Regions from separate parts of the Danio rerio genome. Here region 2 is linked to region 1. A link is a contact called in public HiCAR-type data. All regions are on one chromosome and are shown on one strand. The core of a region is the stretch at or near the end of the contact, and the rest is flanking DNA. Distances in the headings are between cores, read along the strand shown. Region 1 overlaps eya3 (EYA transcriptional coactivator and phosphatase 3). Region 2 has its middle 27 kb from the start of ptp4a3a.

What was found. HiCAR-type assays count read pairs that join an accessible place to other places.
Region 2: a contact with region 1 is called in a HiCAR-type map of caudal fin, with 4 times the contacts expected there. The contact joins two enhancer-like sites. A contact is called at or near these places in 3 of 18 Hi-C or Micro-C datasets (caudal fin, embryo and an unstated tissue) and 1 of 4 datasets of contacts at active chromatin or transcription factors (caudal fin).

Annotation. Positions count from the first base shown.
Region 1 is chr19:27,315,539-27,320,341 of GRCz12tu, forward strand. It overlaps eya3 (EYA transcriptional coactivator and phosphatase 3), which reads left to right. Exons shown (of 19, transcript NM_001080052.1): 13 at 791-880; 14 at 959-1,017; 15 at 1,827-1,987; 16 at 3,248-3,362. Among named protein-coding and RNA genes, the nearest start is that of eya3, 15 kb to the left of the region's middle. Within about 2 kb of position 2,198, at least 3 of the 62 cell types and tissues checked have an H3K27ac peak or open chromatin away from gene starts, as enhancers often do. A contact at or near this core is called in caudal fin, where this site is marked.
Region 2 is chr19:27,549,934-27,554,736 of GRCz12tu, forward strand. It overlaps a transcript of ptp4a3a not described here. Among named protein-coding and RNA genes, the nearest start is that of ptp4a3a, 27 kb to the left of the region's middle. Within about 2 kb of position 2,233, at least 6 of the 62 cell types and tissues checked have an H3K27ac peak or open chromatin away from gene starts, as enhancers often do. A contact at or near this core is called in caudal fin, where this site is marked.

The DNA of each region.
Region 1 (4,803 bases), core at 948-3,447:
GGGATGAGCTGCGTGCAAAAGATGCCCCTCTTAACGCAAAGGCGCATTCAATCGGCCCCTTATGCAGCCAAACTAAAAATATATAAAATAATAGTTTTAATCGTTTAACTGATAGCATTAATCGGTCACAAATGCACCCTTTCGGTTTAAGGTTAATCGATTATTTTGAGCATCCCTAATCTAAAAACTTAAATCTGATTAACTTCTCAGTCATATTAGGAATCGTCTGCGGGACATAACATCACATATTACACAGTGCAAAATTCATGTTCTATATTAAGAGCTCCTTCATAACAGATCATTCCCATCAATTTTAACTCCATATCTTCATCCAGAGATGGCAGGTTAATGGCAGAAGAATAGGCATTGCAATAGTGTGAAAAAGCCACACAGGATGTGGTAAAGCTGCTTGTGTATTTCTTTGTTTGTAAAGATGTTAGTAAACCTTCTAAAAAAAATAATAATAATAATAATATTGCTGATTTATGAATGTGTATGCCAACAGGGTAAAAATAACAGTTAGCTTTGTTTGTATCACATCTATGCTGTCTCGCTCTCTACAAGTGTGATATGATGTCACATGTACTGTAGATTGCATGTGCAAAAGTTTAATCACAATCTACTGTATATAAAACGCAGCTAAGCAAATGTTTGAACCAGATTACAATGTTTAGAGTACATGTAAACAGATCTGCCATCATTCAGTTCATTCTGATTTACAAAAGTTCATGCAACAGATACTTTTTTTTTTCTTTTTTCTTCTCAAATTTCTATTTCTGTTTCTTTTCAGGACCCAGCAACAGTTCTCAATTTGGGTCTTCAGATGGAGGAGTTGATCTTTGAGCTTGCAGACACGCATCTCTTCTTCAATGATCTGGAGGTGAGTGGAGAATAAGAAATGTGTCCGTGTGCTCTGTTACGTTCATGTAAATAACATTTAGGTCTTGTGTCAACACAGGAATGCGATCAAGTCCATGTTGATGATGTTGCCTCGGATGACAATGGACAGGATTTGAGGTAAACATGGTCAAAACTTATAATTACAGTTCTTTAAGTGACCATAACATTATTTCTGTCTAGCTTTAGCCACATGCGTATGTAGAAATTTTAAATTTGATTTGTGCTTTGAATGCTTTGAAATAGTTGTGTTGCTGGACCAAATGTCGGGCTCTGATTTTCATGATGCTAAAATACGGAATCCAGTCATAAAAATTAAATTTGCTTTACTGTTTAAGTTTAATATAATAAACTAAAGAACACTAAAGTAGGCCTGAATATACCTAAACAGATTGTAATGTGGACTTGTGTTTGTGACTGAATATTAAACAGCAAAACATTTATTTAAATGTATAGTTTGTATGTTATGTCTTTAGGCCTATATTAATAAATAAAAATATATTCATTTATTCATTTATTTTCTTTTTCACCTTTTTTTAACTTATCTAGCATAATATTTTACATGGCGGATGCCCTTCCAGCCAAAATCTAACACTGGGAAACACCCATACACTCTTGCATTCAAACACATACACTACAGCCAATTTAGCTTATTCAATTCACCTATACTGCATGTCTTTTTACTGTTGAGGAAGTCCATGCGAACACGGGGAGAAATAAAAATATATGTAATATAATAAACAAAAATAACATCAAGGATCTTATCTAAATAAATAAAAGTAAAAAATATATATCTACTTGCAGAAACAGGTCTGTTTTATTCAAATATTTACTTTTGATTGTGGCTGTGTATTAGTTACTTTTTGTAATTTTTATTTTTTTTTTCTCTGTGATTTACATCTAATATTGGCCATTTTGGACATTTTTAGCAACTACAACTTCTCCAGCGATGGATTCAGTGGACCTAGTGCAGGTAGTGGTCCGGGTTCAACTGCAGCGGTACAGGGAGGAGTGGAGTGGATGCGGAAACTGGCTTTCAGATATCGCAGACTTAAAGAGATCTACAATGGATACAAAGGGAACGTAGGAGGTAATTACTTTACTTTACTTTTATTTACTTTACTTTACTTTTACTTTACTTACTTTACTTTACTTCACTTTTTTACTTTACACAGAGTTTCTGGACAGAAATTAATTTTCATGATAGTTCATCTTATGTCTGTTTAGAAGCACAGTGCATTTTTCCACTAGGTGTCACTGTTGTTGTTGTTGTGTTAAATTGCAGTTCTCTGTTACTCTTGCTAACATACTTTACATATTTGGTTGGTCACAAATCAAGTATACTAGAATGAAGTTAATGACAGCCTCGTATGCTTCATGATGGGTCTGACAGAGGTACGTGTAGAATAACTGGTTAACTTTTATAGAATGCTTTAGCTTAAACGCAAAACAACAAAATGATTGCACTCAGAGGCAGTAGAAGTGTGAGAGTGTAGTATAAACTGTGTCCTCTGTTTTATTTCTTGTTCACTTTGGTTTCGCAGTTACATGGCTTGATATTGTTTATTTCCTTTTTGTTTGTGTATTATTTTTCAAACAAATTTAAGAAATGTATACTTGAGGTCAGTGAGGACACATTAAATGTATAAAAATTGACATTTTGATGAAATAAACACCATTTTTTAAAAATAAATAGTGATATGCTTATCAAAATATCATAAAAGTAAGTATTAGTTTCAACTAAATTATTAAGGGTCTTGAATATTTTTAATATTGATGACAATAAGAAAAGTTTCTAGGACAGCATACCGGTAAAATATTTGATGAAGTATTGAAGATCTGAAGAATGAAGTAATTTGTATAAAATATAATTCCTTTAATTTTGTTATTTTAAGTTGTTTATGATTAATTGAAGTAATTTAATTCTTTTTATTATTATAATATTGTTTTCCTCATCATTATACTAGGTTTTTAATAAAAAATATACATCACTACAAGCTAAGAGTAGGGCTGTAAATCTAGAATGTCTACACCTGCTAAAGTATCATTCAAGAATGAATTATATTGAGTTAAACGGAGTGTATAAGAAAGCCTGTTCACCTTTTGACATTTTATTTCATTATCATGGTCAGACATGCAACAACATTTTTCTCCACTTTCTAAAATTTTTGCAACATTTAAGAATTATTCTAATCTAGTTTTGATTCCTTATATCTTATAATTTAATGTTTTATTTTTCAGAGGTGTGATTTATAACCTGTTGTTGTTAAGGGTTACATCAATTTAACTTGTTTTACAGATCAGGTCCAATATTATCTTTAATAGTCACCATCTCCTGCTGTTCTTGTAGGTCTGTTGAGTCCAATGAAGAGAGATCTGCTGCTCAGACTGCGTTCAGAGATCGAGACAGTCACAGATGCCTGGCTGAGCACCGCTCTCAAATCTCTATTGCTTATTCAGTCAAGGTGAGATCTGTCTCTATTCTCAGACCATGTATTTGGAGCAGTGCTTTCCAACCTTTTTTTCCTTAAAGCTTTGACAAGCAAACTTATTAATTATTTTTTGCAGATACAAGGTAAAGGATTTGAACTCTAGCCTTAAACAAAAATATTTAGCAGCCTGGATCACAATCAAAGCATAGTTGCTATACTGTACATTAGCTTTTCTCAGCCTTTCTCATGTTCTCAAATTTTGAAAGGACATGCTGAAGGGTTCTTGTTGGCATTTAAAGAGGAAGTTCAACCAAAACTACAAATTCTGTCATTTTTTTACTCGTCTTTCACATATAAAAAACCTAAAATAAGATATCTAAAGAAAGCTGGAAACTGGTAACCACTCACTTCCATAGTGGAAAGTATAAGTAATAGTTTGGAAGTCAGTGGTTACCAGTTTTCTGTTTTTTTTTTCAGAACATATTTTTTTCGTTTAGCATAAAATAGAAACTTAAAGCGTTTCAAATGACTTGATGGTGAGTAAATCGTGAGAAATTTAAATTTTTGGTGAACTATTTCTTTGAGACATGTTTACTCCAAAGATTTTCAGGCTGAAAGAAATTGGTCTGCATCAAACATTCTCGTTAAAATGGTCATATCAGTGTTGTAATTAGAACATGGCATTCGTTAAAAACAACAATCTGTACAAGTGATCGACAGTTTTTTGTAGCAAATACAGATTATTAGCATTTTCAATTAATGTTAATTTACCATCTTGCTTTTGACATAATATTTACTGTATATTCTGAAATTTTTTTTAGTAAAAATAATAGATAAATATTATTTATCCCGTAAAGTAAATTTAAACCACAATAACCTGCAAATAAATTATATTCAAATGTATAGGTAAAAAGGAAAGCAGTACAAAAAACAGAATATTTTATGGAAAAAAATGTTAAACTGAAACTTCCACACAACTCCTTCATGTTGTCCCAACACAAATTTATTAAGTTAACCTAATTGTTTTATGTTCAATCCATTTAAATTTGTAAAAAAATAAAAATAAAAAATCTAATTATTTCCCCCCCAAAAAAACAAAAATTTCTTGTGTCGTTTTACAAATTAAATATATTTCTTGAATGTGGAAATTTAACAACGAGGTAATTTCTAGGCGTTGGGGCTACAGGGTGTACATAATGTGTGATGGAAACATTATCACTGTCAAAGCAAAAGTTTGTTTAATTTTTTTGCCAGTGTATGTTGTTACACTTCTTGCCAAGTTGCTTTATGATCGTTTGGTTAATTTAATGTATACTTCCTGAATAATCAAGTATTATTATTCTTAAAGGTGAAATGAAGCGCTCAGGCAAGTTTACACTATTTTGTACATTGTATTCCTCTTTAATAAAAATATATTAGGCAAACCTGATTAATGTAACCATTTAGAAGAAAACGCCATGTTTTACAATAGATT
Region 2 (4,803 bases), core at 983-3,482, 230 kb after region 1:
CCCCGAACTTCTGGGAGTATCCCGCAAATGCATTGAGACTACCGGATGCCAGCAAATGAATGATAATCTCCAGGAAATAGCGCGTCTCCCACCCGGTCCTTAAATACGTCGCACACCCCTCTCAACCGCATCCCTTCCAGCTCTTCAGGTACGCCGCGCACAAGTCACACCCACCGCTCTTTAGGTATGTCGCGCGCAACTCACCCCCACCGCTCTTCAGGTATGTCGCACGCAACTCACCCCCACCGCTCTTCAGGTATGTCGCACGCAACTCACCCCCCCGCTCTTCAGGTATGTCGCACGCAACTCACCCCCACCGCTCTTCAGGTATGTCGCACGCAACTCACCCCCACCGCTCTTCATGCATGTTGCGCGCAACTCTCCCCCATCGGTCTTCAGGCACCCACTCTCCTGCAAATCAACTCCCTATCCCCCGGAAATGACTTTTCCCAACTTGGGGTGTCTGCCTAAAGTTATTAATAATGGCGCATTTTATTAGTGATCATGTGCTGAATGTTAATCCCTTATTTACACTTTGCCAAGAGTGGATAAAAGACTTCCAGTGGCTTCAAGTCCGCTATGTGAATAACTAAAGACATTCACTGTAAAGTCTGTGGGACAGGGTTTGCAGGTAACAGCGTTGGCCACTGAATCTACACATTTTAAACGTGAGAGGTACTGTATAATCCTTCATTTAATCCTCACAATGCTGTCAGCCGTGCAAGCGGCAGTTATATGCAACTTTTAATACAGCTCATGAAAAGACCGTTATTGCTATTAAGATGACATGCAAATAATAAGTTATATATCAATATAAATGTGGGGTGGAGCCATGGATCATGATGCTGGCGCAGCATCGTGATACAAAACTGATAAAAAAAACGTAAAGCTTGTAGTTTGTCACTTTCGCCTAAATGGATCAACGGTTTTATTCCCGTCAACTCACACTATAGTTTCTAATCGCATCATAACCAATCAAATGCTTTCTAGTATCTGACATGCCCCGCCCCCTTCAAGACTTTTCATTTGATGTGCTTAAGCTCATTCATTCTCGCTGGCAGAGGGGTGATACAACAAAACACTATTGGCTGTTTATTAAAAAGAGGAGGAGCTACTCAATGTCATCGTATTTCGGTTGAGATAATGTCAAACATCGAATAAAAATGCATATTTTAAAGCACTTTACAGGACTTTTAAATCCAAATAGAGAAGTTGAAAACCACCACTGTTTCCTGATTCCAGAATTACTGGTATGGAAAGCCATTGTGCTTGAATCCGCAGCACCATAGTGTTAACTATATTATCAATTGGGTAAACCAACAAAAACTTCTGAAAGTGAACGGAAGTGCTTTATGGTAATAGGTATTATCTGACAACGTCACACTCTACTTCTGCTATTTTAATATGTTTTTGTCATACAGATCACAAGTGGGTGATGATAAATACATGTGTGAACCAAGTGTAAAATGTTTTGAGAATGTCCACTTTTAATAAAAAATGTTAAGTGGACACAAATTAGGGCTTGGTGATTTGGCCTGTAAATAACATTATAAACAGTGCATTTTGGAAGACATTCAAGCAGAATGCATCTTCACACTTGAAATGCAAAATGCAGTGCTTAGGAATAGTTTAAAATACTTGTCATGTCAACTTGCTGCAGTAAACAAAGCCAAGTCAGTAATGCTTGCCCTGCCTTCGCGCTCTTCTGGTCCACTGCTCTAGAACTGAATGCGAATGATTGGTTAATATTAGCTGTCAATCACTCAGTCAATGCCTTCTGGCTTGGGATGACAGGGAGAGCTACTACCACAAAAAAATTGTTAAGCGCTGAAGATGAGAATGAAAATAACACTGACAGATTTTGTTTTAGAAACCATGGTATTTAAAGTTACAAATAATAACACATCTTAGTAGTGATCATGTGCTGAATGGTAATCCACCACCATCTACACTTTCGAAGAGTGGATAAAAGACTTCTATTGGCTTCAAGACTGCTATAAAAAGTCTGTGGGATGGAATTTTCAGGTAACTGTTTGCCACATCTAGCACGAGAGGTTCTGTTTACTCCTTTATATAATCGCCAGATGCTGTCCCCCGTGCAAGTGTTAGCTACATGTAAAATTTAACACCACGTATACCATCGCAAACAGGTTTGCACTGAGTAAACTAATATTGCTGCTCATGAAAAGATTGGTATTGCTATTAACATGACGTGTATCAAGGAGGGGCAAGCATTACTGACTTGGCTTTGTTTATTGCAGCAAGTTGACATGACAAGTATGTTAAACTATTCCTGAGCAGTGCGAAGATGCATTCTGCATGTCTTCCAAATCCATGCATGTGGTGAACATTTTGCAGTAAAAACTGGTTATACACAACAATTTTATGCACTCGCAGTCTCGCACAAATGCTCCCAAATATATTTTGAGGTCGCATAGATAAAATTTTGGGCACATATGCGGCCAAAATGGTCGCAATTTCAAGCCCTGTGTAGTAACGGTGCACATATTTCTTGGTGGATGCGATTAAAAATGTAGTCCCACCCGCCACAATTTAAAGTTGGGAGCACCAGTGCTACCAAGGAAAAGGGTTAATTTCGAGCCCTGTATCACTATTCTGACAATATTCCCCAATCTACTTCTGCTATTTAAGTGAGTTTTTGTCATGTTTTGATAATTTCCACAATTACTTTCAATCAAAAATTTAAAGTGGACACAAAAGAAGATTTTAATTACTTACGATTTATTTGCAATGTTTACATTCATGAGACTTTGATCATTTTGATTTATCATGCAGCTCAATTTAGGAAAAAACTAACCAATGCTACAAGTCACAGAGAGTTCTAGTTCTCTGTGAGGACAGAACACAACAACTAAGGTAGGCAACAAGTTGCCAGAGCAACGCTAAATACTTCTAACACAAGCAAGAGCACATCAGTAGGAGCTCTGGAGCACACGGCTTAATAACTCCCCTGCCATGAAAAGCGAAACCAGAGTTATGTTTACTTGGCAACAGCTGAAATGTTGCAGGCAGCTGCATGTTTGAGAGTTTATAGTTTAAGATGTTTGTTACGTAAATGACGCGGGATGTCCTTATGGTTATCTCAGAACAAACCAAATTTGGTTAATGCGCATAATGATTTGACAGGAAGCATGCACATCTTCACACTGAAAATGTTGAAGAGTGACAGAAAAAAAACAGGGCTGTGGGTCAAAATGATACTCCAATACAGCCTTATTTACAAGATATTATTAATCATTTAATAACTCATTTCTGACTCACTTAAGGTCAAGGAACAGCTACGCTGAAGCACTAATATTTGGTGATGTATCACGTTAAAACCATCTAGTTCGCTCATATATTTTCCATTAAATGTTCTTGGAAATTGTTTAAGGATTAATAGAATAAAATCCACTTTCATTTACATGACACATTTTCCAAATGTATTCTTTTTGGGTGGGTAGTTGACCAATAATCAAGTGCAATGGACTAAAGTAACTATTTGTTTGTGCAAAATTGGATGTTTGATAAAATAGTATGCAAATAGATCAACTGCACCTGCATGAGTACTTGCATCAGTGAGCTGAGGAAGTTCTCACAAACAACTGAACACTAGACAAAACACCTGGATCACTAAATCCAGTTCAGCTTTGAGTCAGCAATTGACCCTGGAACAAAAAAACAAGTCATTTGCCTATGTACATACATTTTAGGGCACAAGAATCCATGCGTGCATTACCAATGCGTTCATTTTCTTTTCGACTTAGTCACTTTATTAACCTGGGGTCGCCACAGCGGAATCAACCGCTAACTTATCCAGCTTACTGTATGTTTTACGCAGCAGATGCCCTTCCAGCCACAACCAAACACTGGGAAACACCCATACACTCTTGCATTTTCACACATACTCGTACACTATGGCTAATTTAGCTAATTCAACTCCTATAGATAATTTTAAGGGGTGTAAACAATAACAAAGGTCCTAACGCATTTCCAGGGGTCCGTTCTTCGTACCTCGCTTAAATGATCTAAGATGATTTGGCAGATCCTGGATTTTTTCATCTCGATAACTGATCTCTCGCTAATTTGGTTCTTCAAACAAGTTCGCGAATCAGATTAGAATGTCTGGATAAACTGATCTGAGATCACTGCAAGTGTTGTGAAGGACAGATCTATCGATCCTCGAAAGCATGATCAGCAATGCAACGATTGGCTGACGGCACAGCAGCGTAATGACATCATCTGATTAATATTCAATTATCCATGTGAGCAAATTACATCAAATTAGCACTAAACAGTTTGTTAAATATGACACGCAATAACCTTCCACATTTGTTGTGAGCTGCAGGCTTTACACTTTCATGTGTCAAGAGTATTCATCATGTATTTCAATGCATATCAGTGTATTTAGTTCTACATTTAGAAAAGGTTTTCTTTATTATAGTAGCCGTTTTTTAATTGGTGTAAAGAATAACTGGATGTTTACAAAAGCATTTTGATATATATATTATATATATATATATATATATATATATATATATATATATATATATATATATATATATATATATATATTAGTGCTGTCAAAATTAATGCGTTAACGTATGTGATTAATTTGAAATAATTAACGCGTTAAAAAAAATTTACGCTGGGTTCAGGGTCAACGTACTTTTTGGGCCGGGCTGATCATCTTCTTATGGTCTGATCGGCCCATAAAACACTCAGCAGACTGTCATGTTTTTCTCCCTAAGGCCCCGTTTACACTAGTGCATTTTAGTTTTAAAACGGCGTTTTAGAATGAAA